3 separate regions of the Gossypium hirsutum genome follow, and regions 2 and 3 are each linked to region 1. A link is a contact called in public Hi-C data. All regions are on one chromosome and are shown on one strand. Each heading gives the region's core, a stretch centred on a gene start, on an enhancer-like site or on the middle of the called end of the contact. The rest is flanking DNA. Distances are from core to core; before and after follow the strand shown. Region 1 has its middle 17 kb from the start of LOC107916736. Region 2 has its middle 4.8 kb from the start of LOC121211601. Region 3 has its middle 19 kb from the start of LOC107939796.

Evidence for each region. A called contact is a pair of places that touch in the nucleus more often than the background predicts.
Region 2: a Hi-C map of leaf shows a contact between it and region 1, with 1.9 times the contacts expected there. The contact joins two enhancer-like sites. A contact is called at or near these places in 2 of 34 Hi-C or Micro-C datasets (leaf and petal).
Region 3: a contact with region 1 is called in a Hi-C map of leaf, with 6 times the contacts expected there. The contact joins two enhancer-like sites. A contact is called at or near these places in 18 of 34 Hi-C or Micro-C datasets (anther, callus, fibers and 4 more).

Annotation. Positions count from the first base shown.
Region 1 is chrA12:13,090,067-13,094,340 of Gossypium_hirsutum_v2.1, forward strand. It overlaps the pseudogene LOC107916738. Among protein-coding and RNA genes, the nearest start is that of LOC107916736, 17 kb to the left of the region's middle. Within about 2 kb of position 2,010, at least 6 of the 9 cell types and tissues checked have an H3K27ac peak or open chromatin away from gene starts, as enhancers often do. A contact at or near this core is called in fibers and leaf, where this site is marked.
Region 2 is chrA12:13,316,474-13,320,747 of Gossypium_hirsutum_v2.1, forward strand. No RefSeq gene overlaps it. Among protein-coding and RNA genes, the nearest start is that of LOC121211601, 4.8 kb to the left of the region's middle. Within about 2 kb of position 2,033, at least 4 of the 9 cell types and tissues checked have an H3K27ac peak or open chromatin away from gene starts, as enhancers often do. A contact at or near this core is called in leaf, where this site is marked.
Region 3 is chrA12:13,265,802-13,270,075 of Gossypium_hirsutum_v2.1, forward strand. No RefSeq gene overlaps it. Among protein-coding and RNA genes, the nearest start is that of LOC107939796, 19 kb to the left of the region's middle. Within about 2 kb of position 1,795, at least 7 of the 9 cell types and tissues checked have an H3K27ac peak or open chromatin away from gene starts, as enhancers often do. A contact at or near this core is called in fibers and leaf, where this site is marked.

The DNA.
Region 1 (4,274 bases), core at 760-3,259:
GTTTGAAAATATTCTTGATTTCATATAGATAACGGTATCAAATCTTTCACCATCCTTAAGAGCAAAAAGTAAAATAAGTTAATCAAAACAATAATTACATGTAATGAAAGAAGAATGAAAAATAATAATTAGATATGAAACATTAAATAAAAGAAACTTCCTGTAAAAACTTTGCTTCTTGCTGTCAAAGAAATTAAAAATCATGGAGGATAAATTTGATCGTCGATAAAAAGAACATCACTTTGAGCAAGATCGTGCTGATAACATGTTATAAAATAAAGAGAGATGTGGAGAATAAAGAACAAATAAAATATGAAAGCAATATAAAATGTACTTTATTGATCAAAAAGGGTAATTACAATGCTTCATCAGAGTCTCTATTTATAGGTATAAGAAGTATAAAAGAAGTAGAGATCTAATTCTAATAACTATTAGAATTTAAAGTATTTTAAAACTTTATCTTGATCATGTTGGACATCCACTTAATAAGATATTCATAACAAATACATTTTTATTAAATATCATAAAATATAAATGCGCATATTACTGACTTTGTCATTACAAATATTTTTATTTATTTATAATATTTATGGCATTTATAGGTAAGATTTTTAATTTTATTAAAATAATTGGTTGAATGAATTTAATAAGAAAACTTATAAATAAAAAAATTTGATTCCATTAAAAGAAATTTATTGAATGGATTTATATAATAAATAAAAAATAAAATTTATATTAATTATTTTATATTTAAATTGTTATGGTTACATTAACAAAAAAATAAAAACAAAAAGAAAGTATGTTACTTTTATTTTAATTGTTTATTAACTTTATATTTTTTATATACAATTTTATATACAATATAATATAATATAATCTCTTATTTTATTTTATGGTTGTATTAATTATATATATGGTCATTGTATTTACTTTTAAGAAAAAATATAAAAGTTGAATTTGAAGAGTTTAATTTAAAAATAGTATTATAATAAAGAAATAAATTATATTAGGATCATTGTTATAGTTTTTAGGCACTAATAAAATAGTACCACGTTATTAAATTTTAAAAATAATAAAGTATTACTATATATTTATTTATATTTAATATATTCTCCAACTTAATTTAACTTTAATTAAATTACTTAAAATAATTAATTTTTTAAATTATAAACAAACTTCTTTTCTTCTTTTACAAATTTTAATCATTTTTTTTTCTCATAAGTTAACTTTTTTTTGTGCAATCAATTTTTTAAAAAAATTAACATTTTTTCTGCACTTTTTTCCATATCATTGGTACATAATCGTGGTAATTATTTTACCATAAATCCCGAACCTAGAACCTTGAACCTCAAAGTTCAAGATTTGGATTCGAGATTTAAGGTTTAGGGTTCGAGTTTGGGTTTTGAGTTTGGAATTCAATGTAAAAGTTCAAGGTTCGGGGTACAAGTTTAGGGTTCAGAATTCAATGTTCAAGGATTCGGGGTATGGGTTATGAGTTATGAGTTCGGAATTTAGAGTTTTGGTTTAAGGTTACGAGTTTGGTGTTCAAGGATTCGGGGATGGGTTATGAGTTATGAATTCGAAATTTAGAGTTTTGTGTTCAAGTTTAGGGTTTAGGGTTATAAGTTTTGGGCTTAAAGTTCGGGATAAAAAAATTATTAAAATTATGTGTCAATCATATGAAAAAAATTGTTAAATGTTATTAAATAATAGAAAAGGGACCATGAATAATGTGATGAGAATAATTTATAAAATAATTTCTCTATGGACGAGTGTATAATAGTAATTTTATATCATTAAAATTTGAGTGGTAGTTAAAAATTTTACTTTATGTAAGTTATTCCCTTTTAAAAATATTTGGACTGCTAAAGTAGGAATATATTTGGAAAGAAAAAAAAAAGAAAAGTTTTATAGAATTTAAGTGGTTGGATCAGTAATTGAAGACAATCGATCGAATTGAAAAAGTTATGGATCATATTGGTCCGGCCCATTACACATATAACTACGGATCTCACCCTCTTCAGTCAGCCCGACAAATTCTAACCATCTCAACGAACAATCCCTACACCCCCCTCACCCTAAACACTTCCATCAATTTCTTCATTCCTTTTCTTCAGTTCATCAGTCAAATCTTAATAAATCAACCACATCTTCTAACCCTTTCATTGTCAAATCTCAGATCTCATTACTGTGTCATTCTTTTTTTTTATTATTTATTTAGTTTCACTAATCAGTCTAAGAGACGGACAGAAACAAAGCAGTGTAAATAGCTGAATTTCGATGGCTGTGGCTATCAGGGGAGCTCGCGGTGGCGGATCCGGCGGTGTTGGAGCTGGTTTCCGCAGTTTTTTTTCTTACAGGATCTTCGTCTCAGCCATGTTTTCGCTTCTCTTCATTGCCACTGCCACCGTTCTCCTCACTACTCGTCCTTCTACAACTCATCAGCACTCTGTAAATTTTTCCTTCTTCAAAATCCTTTATCATTTGTTCTGTTTTTGGTTTTTTCAGATACCCTTTTCTTTTCTCTAACTTGGGTTTTTTTAGCCTCAGTAACATGCCATTTATTTCTCTAATTCGGTGCTTCAAAATTTAAATCTATTTGGCTTTTATTCATACACTTTGGCGATTTGCTGAGCCTTTAATACTTCACAATCTAATCTCTCTCTCTCTCTCTCTCTCTCTCTCTCTCTCTCTCTCTCTCTCTCTCTCTCTATGGTTGTTTTCTGCTAGTCTTTAGGGCAGAGCTTGCAGTACTTTAAAATTCATTCTGTTTGGGGTTTTAAATACCCTTTTAGATGTTCTAACTATTTTCTTTTCCGGGGTTTTCTAGCAGAGGTTTCGAAGTGGCGGAAATGCTTACATGCATAGAACGTTTGTAGCATTGAACTCGGACCCTCTCAAAACAAGGTTAGATTTGATATACAGGCAAGCCAATGATCACATCACATTAGTGAAAGCATATGCAGCTTATGCAAGGAAACTAAAGCTTGACATTTCGAGGCAATTGAAAATGTTTGACGATTTGGCTAAGAATTTCTCCGATATTACATCTAAACCGAGGTATAAATCCTCTTTGTTTGAAACCGATGGGAATCTAGATGAGGATGTCTTAAGGCAGTTTGAGAAAGAAGTGAAAGATAGAGTGAAATTTGCTAGGTTGTTAATAGCTGAATCTAAAGAAAATTATGATAATCAGTTGAAAATTCAAAAGTAGAAAGATACTATTTTCGCAGTTAGGGAATTATTAGGTAAGGCAAAAAAGAATGGAGCTTTTGCGAGCTCAATTGCTGCCAAATCAATTCCTAAGAGTTTACATTGCTTGGCAATGAGACTGGTGGAGGAGAGAATTTCCCATCCGGAGAAGTACAAGGAAGACTTGCCTAAGTCTGAGTTTGATGACCCCGATTTGTACCACTATGCTATATTTTCTGATAATGTGATTGCAGTTTCTGTGGTGGTGAGGTCTGTGGTGAAGAACGCTGAGGAGCCTTGGAAACATGTGTTCCATGTGGTAACTGATAGAATGAATTTGGCTGCAATGAAAGTTTGGTTCAAAATGAGACCTGTAGAAGGAGGTGCTCATGTGGAGGTGAGGGCATTAGAAGACTATAAATTCATGAATTCCGCCTACGTGCCAGTTTTGAGGCAAATTGAGTCTGCTAAGCAGAGATTTTACTTGGAGCATAAGATGGAGAATGGTACCAAAGATGGGAGTAACACGAAGTTTAGGTATCTTGAGCATATGTCAATGTTGAATCACCTTAGGTTTTATTTGCCTGAATGTACCCTAAGTTGCATAAGATTTTGTTCTTGGATGATGATGTTGTGGTTCAGAAGGACTTGACAGGGTTGTGGAAGATAGACTTGTCTGGAAAGGTGAATGGAGCTGTAGAAACCTGCTTTGGGTCGTTTCACCGTTTCTCTCAGTATTTGCATTTTTCACATCCTCTCATTAGGGAGAGGTTTAATCCTAAGGCTTGTGCTTGGGCTTATGGGATGAATATTTTTGATCTTGATGCTTGGAGGCGTGAGAAATGCACGGAAACGTATCACAACTGGCAAAACTTGGTTAGTACATTATTTTCTTTAAAGAAACTTACTTATGTTTGATACAAATAGGAGTAATAATTTGTTAGCTACTGGTGTTACAGATCATTTCATGATTTTAATGGAGAAAGAGAAACAATGTTTTTACCTGCAAAAAATTGACAACACACTGTAAATAAATGATGACTCCTTTGTCCTAATGGTAATAGAGTGGTCTCGGAGGGAAA
Region 2 (4,274 bases), core at 783-3,282, 230 kb after region 1:
ATGTCAAGGCATAGTTTGTCGAGTTTAGGGTCCAACAACAAAGAATCTCGAGCCTTATTTCATAGATCGGAGATGAGTGTGCTCCTAGTGTATTGTAACAATTGAGCCTCCTATCCATAAGGCCATTTAGGCAAAGCACAACCACCACATTTTGGGACCCTTTCTTGTAAATTGCCACATAGTTGTACCCCAATATTTTGGCTACCATTTCTGTTGGAAAGCGGTTATAGCTTGTTGGTCGGCCAAAAACCGAAGGCTTTGGTGATCAGTACAAATTTGGGACCGTCTTCCAACTACTGCCAAAAGGAAAACCAACATCTCCTTGTAAAGATATAGAGGGCTTGGTGTTTGGCTCCAAGGGCTTTGTTAAAAAAGGCCAAAGGCCTCCCTTCTGATGCAACATGGCTCCCACACCTTGTCCATATGCATTAGCATCAACACAAAATTTAGAAGTGAAGTCTGGCAAGGCTAGAACAAGTGCTGCACAAATAACTTGCTTAAGCTGTTGAAAAGATTCATTAGCCAAGGCAAACCATTCCCAAGGTACTTTCTTCTTCAACAGTTGAGTCAGAGGTTTGGCTATAGTCCCATAATGTTTAATGAATCTGTGATAATAGCTAGAAAGGCCCAAGAAACCCCTTAGTTCCTTCATTGAAACTGGAATTGGCCATTAAAGAACATTGTCAGCCTTGGTTCTATCCATTGCTACAACTCTTTTGGAAATAACATGATTTAAGTACTCAACCTTTGAAGTGCCAAAACTGCACTTACTTTGCTTGGAGTACAGCTTGTGTTGCCTCGTATACTTGGTAGCACACAACAATACAAGCCCTTTCTCCTCCTTTTTTCCATGTCATTGTGGGAGAGAGATTTAGTAGGCCTCTTTTGACTAGTGGGTGGTTTGTTGTGGTGATGGCTTTTGGGGTAAGGAACAGGGTAGGTAACTTGGGGTACCCTCCACTCCCTACATGAGGATTTTTCTTCTGGTTATTCATCAAAATGCTCTCAACTTAGCGAGCAATAAAAAAAAATCCTTCAACTGAGGTTTTGGGTTTGAATAATTGCAAATACTACCCAATTTCTACCTTTAAATTGCTAGTAAATATACTCCAAGCATTGCTCTAGGGTAGCTGTAGCTGGTTGAGTAAACTTACAAAGATATCATGGTAGTGACCAACTGTGTACCAGGGGGTCAAGGAAGGTGCTGGACCCAAACCTCTCCTTCAATCCTTGAACGTAGTTGTCCCAAGTAAGCAAACGCAGCCCGCCTTGTCTCTGAGCAAAGAAGTGGTGCCAATCAAGAGTCTTCCCTTCCAAATGCAACATGACTATCCTCACTTTAGCACTGTCACTGACTCCATCATCTTTAAAATATTGCTCCAATTTGGGCAATCAGCCTTTGAAATCCACTTCATCGAATCTTGGACATTCCAGTTTGAAGGGTCTCATTGGTGTTTCCACATTGCCAACTCATGATGGTGTTATCATGTACCTTAGATCTACCATAGGAGAAACAACCAAGGCTTCCTTTGGAGGGAAACCCGGTGGAGGACCTCCCAGTATTCCTTTCCTCTTGTATTGAGAAGAACTAGTGACAAGCACTGAAGGTTGGCGTCCCAGATACTGCTCAAATAACGTTTGTAGTTCAACCTTGATCTCCCCTCTGGACTCATCTCGGACCTCTTTCAAACGAGAGTTGAGCTTAGTGTCCCATCGAGAAATCTCCACTTGCAACTTGAGTCACCTCCTGTTGCAGATGACCCAACTCCTCCTGAAGTTAGGTTGTCATTTCTTCACCGACCATGGAGGATCGAAAAGGTCTGATACGTTTGAAACGAGAAAATAACAAGCAAAGAAATAATATTGAGAATAAGGAAGAGAGGAGGAAGATCAAGAGAAGGGCAAGAGAGAAGTAAAATTTTTGTGTTGTAAATTCATAACAGTTTCTCCCCTCAAACCATGCTTAAGAGGGAAAGAAGCAACGGTTATGGGAAACGATTTGGCAAGCCGTTATGACAGTTGTGCCATTCCATACGCATCGTTTCATTAAACAATATAGCACTCAAAACGCGTAGTTTAGACACGACTCAGACCCCAACCATAACACACCGTTTTGTTGAGTTTTCCAAGTCCCAAAATGCTGCGTGTTTACAAGTAACAAAAATAAGAAAATAACAGAACAAAATTACAAACAAGCATAAATGACTGTTATTGTGTCCTTCCATATTAATATAATTAATCACGAATTATTTGACTTGATTTTCATAAAATATTAATTCATTTTAATAGTATAAAAAGGTTTGTATGTTTTTATCTTAATTTTTGAAAATAAAAAATCTTTCTATTTTACCTTTTATTCCATCATCTTTGAAATCTTGAGGCTATATTTAATTTTTAGTTAATTTGTTTCCAATTTTGCTATTTATTAAATGTAAATAAGTTTATTTTGATACCTAAGTTGCCTAATTAATTCCTTAAATACAACTTCTAATGTTACCATGAGAAATTATTTTATAATTCCTGGTTCCTGTCAATTAAAAATAAATACATCATCTTTTTTTTCAATTAAAAAAATAGTTTGAAAATTTAGTTCAATGTACATATGATGTGGAAAAAAAAGATGATGTATTTATTTTTAATTGGTAGAGACCATAAATAATGTGGTACGGAGGATTTATAAAATAATTTTTCGTTAATCATTAATTCAAAATTTTAAATTTTATTATTGATTGTTGATTCGGAATTTTCAATGATCTTCAATGATGTATCAAATATTTAAAGATACCACTTGGAAAATAATTAACTATGCCACATATGGATTATTTCTTTTTTTAAAAGAAAACCTATTTAGGGTGTGTCTAATATTGTTTTTAAGAAATACTTTTGAGATAAAAACATTTTTAAACAAGTTACTTTTTGAGAGAAAAAGTACTTCTCTTAAGCTAAAAATTAGCTTCAAAGCATTTTTTTAAAAAAGTTTACGAAAAATACTTTTTGAGAAAAATAAAATTCTTTCGAAAAATATTCCTAATTGTTACAATGTTTTGAATGTAGAGTTCACGGAAAATAAAATAAAAGGGTGTTGGCGTTTAACTAAGAAACCCCTAGATTTCGTGTATAATATAATTTACTATATTTAGATTGATTTCACGAAGTATTAGATATCAAAATAAAAACGAAAATTACATATTTAAATTTAATTTAAATACAAGCTTCTTTTGACCATAAACCCAAATGGTCTCATATATTGGTCAGAGAATCTATAATTCCTTAATTTTTTTAAAAATTAATCTTTGACTATTAATGCAATTATATGCTTTTATTCATTAATATAATTAATATTGAGGATTCCTTAAATAATTTGAAAGGTGATAATATTGTTATTCTACCATAAAATTTTCATTCATTTATGTAATTTTATCATATTTTTTTTAACATTAATCTCATTTTTAATAATAATTTGAAAAAATATTTTTAACATGTCCGTTCTTTTTAATATAATGTTTAGAACTATTTATAACTCATCCTTAATCCTTAATAGGAGGATAATATACTTCAGCGCACTTGAACTCATGTCCTTCTATTCTGACAATAATATCGATGCCAATCGTATTAAGACTTAATCTGACTTTTACTACGTGCTCTATTTAGAAACATAACTTGTTATATGTCTAATATTTATAGTGATAAATGGCATGAGTACAACTATGTCATATAAGAATATTTTCTATAATTATAACTTCATATTGCTATAGTGTGTATATATATATATATGAATAAATACAAATATATTTTTGTTCTTAAATTAAATTACTATGATAAGTTATACCATATATAAGATGAATTAAGACAATATAAACGTGACAATATAAACTCTTTAAAAGGGTTTTTGAGAGGGTTTACCGGGTGGATCACATAGAACCTAGGATGCTTTCATTGCTGCCGAGGTTTGCGACCGTGACAGAGTTTTCAACCCATACTAGTGTTTTCTTTTTCTTTTTCAAATCGTTTGAGGTATATTTGCAACCTTTTCAAAACAAGTTCATTCCTTGTACATGGATTCATGAGTTGTGATCAGTAAAATTATTTTCTTGCTACGCCACGGAGCGTACCATCATTCCAACAACTCCATCATCATTAATCACCTCAGGCTTTGTCCATCCTTCTTCAATAGCTTTCCATGTATCTTCATTAATAAACATAATAAAATCTCTCATCCGAGATTTCTATTAAGCATAGTTTGAAGATCCAACATGAAGAGGTGCTCGAGAAAT
Region 3 (4,274 bases), core at 545-3,044, 180 kb after region 1:
AAATATGCGTCTCAGAGAAGCCGTGTTAATCGGATTTGTGGTCTTCAAAGACTTGACGGCTCGATTGCTATGGATGGTAGGGAGGTGGAGTCCATTGTTAGAGGGTACTTTTCTGACCTTTTTATGTCGAGAGGAATTGGGAATTTGAACCATATACTTTCCGGGGTTCATTCGTGTATTTTGGAAAGAATGAATCGAATGTTGCTGGACATTTACTCAGAGGGCAAAATTATTGAGTCGCTGAAAGGAATGGGGCCTACAAAAGCTTCAGGTGCTGACGGTTTCCCTGTTATTTTCTATCAGAAGTACTGGCACATCATTGGTAAGGATACTAGTGATTTTTGTTTAGGAATTTTGAATAATGGGAGTTCTTTGGAAGAGATTAATAAGACTCAACTGGTGCTGATTCCTAAAACTACTAATCCTACCAATTTGAAAAATTACCGTCCCATTAGCCTGTGTACTGTTATTTATAAGATTATTGCCAAGACAGTGGCTAATCGTTTCCAAAAGGTTTTGGAAGAGTGCATTGATGGTGTACTGTTATTTATAAGATTATTGCCAAGACAGTGGCTAATCGTTTCCAAAAGGTTTTGGAAGAGTGCATTGATGGCGCCTAAAGTGCGTTCGTTCTCGGTAGGCTTATTTCTGATAATGTTTTACTCGCATATGAAGTTCTTCATTCTCTTAGAAATAAAAGATATGGAAGAAAAGGTTTCATGGCTCTAAAATTAGACATGAGCAAGGCCTATGATAGAGTTGAGTGGCCTTTTATAAGAGAGATGATGAGTAAATTAGGCTTTGATGAAAGGTTCATCAATATTATCCTTCAATGTATCAGTTCTGTCTAGTACACGATTTTAATTAATGGGGAGGAAGGATCAAGTTTCAGGTCTTCTAGGGGCCTGGGCCAAGGGGATCCTTTAAGTCCCTATTTGTTTCTATTTTGTGGAGAAGGGCTTTTTACATTAATGAGACTGGCTAGTCAGGAAAAAAATTTCTGTTGCCAAGGTTTGCAGATCAGCTCCACCGATCACGCACCTCATGTTTGCAGATGACTGCATTTTGTTTGGAGAGGTCTCAATTAGGGGGATCTGTGTGATGAAGGATATTCTCGAAGAATACAAAGCTTGTTCGGGGCAGTGTGTTAACTTTGAAAAATCAACAGTGTTCTTTAGCTCTAATGTGGCAGATCAGGATAAGGATATGGTGTTTCAGATTCTTAATGTTAGAAGCTCGAAAAATCCAGTGAAGTACATTGGTCCTCCTAACATGGTGGGTCGAAAGAAGAAAATCGCCTTTCAAAATTTGAAAAATCGCTTGAAGCAACAGATTAATAGTTTTAGTTTAAGGCACATTTCTCAGAGAGATCCAGAGAGTTTTATAAAGGCTGTTTTGCAATCACTTCCCACCTATACAATGGCTTGCTTCCTTTTGCCAAAATCGTTATGTTTGGAATTGGAAAATATTATGGGGGCTTTTTGTAGAGGAAAAATCAAGGAAAGCGTGGGATGCATTGGTACGATTGTAAGTCCATGTGCGCGCTTAAGGAAAATAGGGGCATGGGTTTCCGCAATCTAAATCATTTTAATATCGCTTTATTGGCAAAACAGGGTTGGCGTTTGTTACGTAATCTTAATTCGTTACTAGTGCGTACTTTTAAAGCTAAATATTATAATGAGTCGAACTTTTTAAACTCCAGTTTGGGAAATCTACCTTCCTTTACCTAGCGAAGTATCTGGGCTACTAATGGGCTTTTGTTGAAAGGACTGGGTTGGAGGATTAGAAATGGAAACAAGTCTCTATTTGGGAAGATGCATGGATTCCTGGCAATGATGATTTTAAAGTACAAAACACAGAGGTTAATTTAAGCGTTCAACAAGTTGTTGATCTGATTGATGCTAATGCTAGAAAATAGAACTCAGAGTTGATTTTTAATACATTTTCGGAGCAGGACGCAGAAAGGATTCTTTGTATTCCCTTGTCTTTGCAGGAGCTCGATGATGTTGTCATTTGGCGTGGAGAGCCGACTGGTGAATATTCGTTACGAAGTGGGCATAAACTCCTTTTACATGATAATCTTAATAATTTACAGGCTAGTTACAAACAATTTTACAAAAAATTGTGGACTCTTGACCTACCCTTTAAAATAAAGATTACAGTTGGCGAATTTCTCGTAACTATCTACCTACTTTTAGTAATCTTCAATATCAACGAATGAGGGGCTCCGCGACTTGCAGTCGGTGCCAGGATGGAGTGGAAATAAGGGAACATGTGTTCCACAAGTGCTCTGTTGCAAAGGAAACATGGGAATACTTGAATATAAAGTGGATCCTTTCTGAAGAAAGCACTGATTTCAGAGAATGGTTTAAATGTATTTTTGAGTCTAGATCTAAAGCTATTTGCAGAATATTTGCATGCACTTTATGGGCACGTTGGACTTCCAGAAACAGATTTATCCATGATGGTGAGATTAAGACGGGTGCTCAAATTGCAATTTTTGTTGAAAATCATATTAAGGAACTTGATGGGTTGAAACAGAATGTACCTGTTGAACGTTTCTATGTGGCTAGTTGGGTTGCTTCGGAAGGAACAGGGATCAAGATTAACTTCAATGCTGCTTTTAACAATCGCAGGAAGGAATCGTGTTCAGGGTTAGTTATCCGTAATGCTAAAATAGAGGTTATTTGCTAAAAAATAGTTATGAACTCAAACATACCGTCTGTCTTCGCTGCTGAAGTGGTGGCGTGCTTTCAAGCGCTACAACTGGGTTTACAACCGGATATGAGGGAGGTGGAGATCGAGGGTGATTCTTGAACGGTGATTCGAAAGCTTCAAGAAGAAAATGAGGATAGATCTGAGATTGCTGCACTCATAAACGGTTCTAAAAGTATTAGCTTAGGATTTCAGACCTGCGTCTTCCTCTTTACAAACAGAGAAGCAAATACGGTTGCTCATATCACTTTAACTGAAGGATTGGTAAGAAGAGAGTCAACTTATCTAGAGAACATGGTTGCTTTTGGAGCGGTGGGAGTGGTGGCTGAAGATCGACAGAGGACTGAGAGTATGAGAGAGCTGAGGGGACGGAGAGTAGGGGAAGAGGAAAACATTTTTTGAATCTGTTGTGTGGAAGAGTTTTCAAGAACGTGGAGTTTCAAGAAGCCTTTGAGGGTTGAAATGGTCAGATATTAATTTGATTGCTGATAATTATTGTTTTGACGATTGTTGTTTTCAAGGGGGTTTATGGGGTGGTTTCTAGCTGGAGCAAGAATGCTCTAGAGTATCCCTCTTTGTCGTTTTGCTGGTTTGTGGAATTGGGCTACTTTTGTTTTTCTTTGTGTTTGGGCTTGTCTTTGGGTTATTTTGTTTTATTAATTTTTGTTATTTTGACTTTGGGGGTATTTTGTTTTGTTCTGTGTTGGGTTGTTTTTGGTTTTTTGTTTTTCCGTTTCTTGTGTTGGACTTAGTCTATTGTTGGCTTGAATTTGTTTTGGCCCTGTTTCAATATAATCAGTGAATTAATTCAAAAAAAAAAAGTATGTGATAAATGGATGACATGGCTGTTCTAAAATTGTTATAATAATATATTAAACCTTCAACAATTATGTAACACCCCTATCCCGTATCCGTCGCCAGAATAGGTGAAGGGGTATTACCAGACTTGAAACTCATATCAGAACAGTAAATTTTTTTTTTTGAGAACATTCCTTTAGATAAATACTAAAGACAGTCAGGTATACAAATTTAAACTTCTATAAGTACACATTCAAAAGATGCCATTTTCGCATGGCTTATATACGTTAACCAAAATATTCTTCGGCCACTGGTCTATTCTATACATGCCATAAAATAATTCAAAACATAACAGTAATAAGCAGTGGATAGTGATAGTGTGACTAGTTGCTGATGATCCCCGAGTCTGTAGCTTCCAAATGAGATCTATAAAATAGAGGAAACAAAGTAAACGGAGTAAGCATTACAATGCTTAGTAAGTTTTAAGCAGTGTCAACAGATAACAATCAAATTATAACATAGTTGTTCGTATTTTTATTTCACTCTTCCTTCGGGCATACCATCCCTTTACCGAATATGCACATCTCATCATATACAATAGGCAGATAAACTTTCACATAAAAGTGAGCTCATGTGACATAGATGTATTGTATAATTTCACATAACCTCTCACACTGATCCAATGTCACATAATCATAGGAATAGTCTCATAGATTGCTCACGTATGCATCACATAACTAACTTATGATTTAGTTCAAATC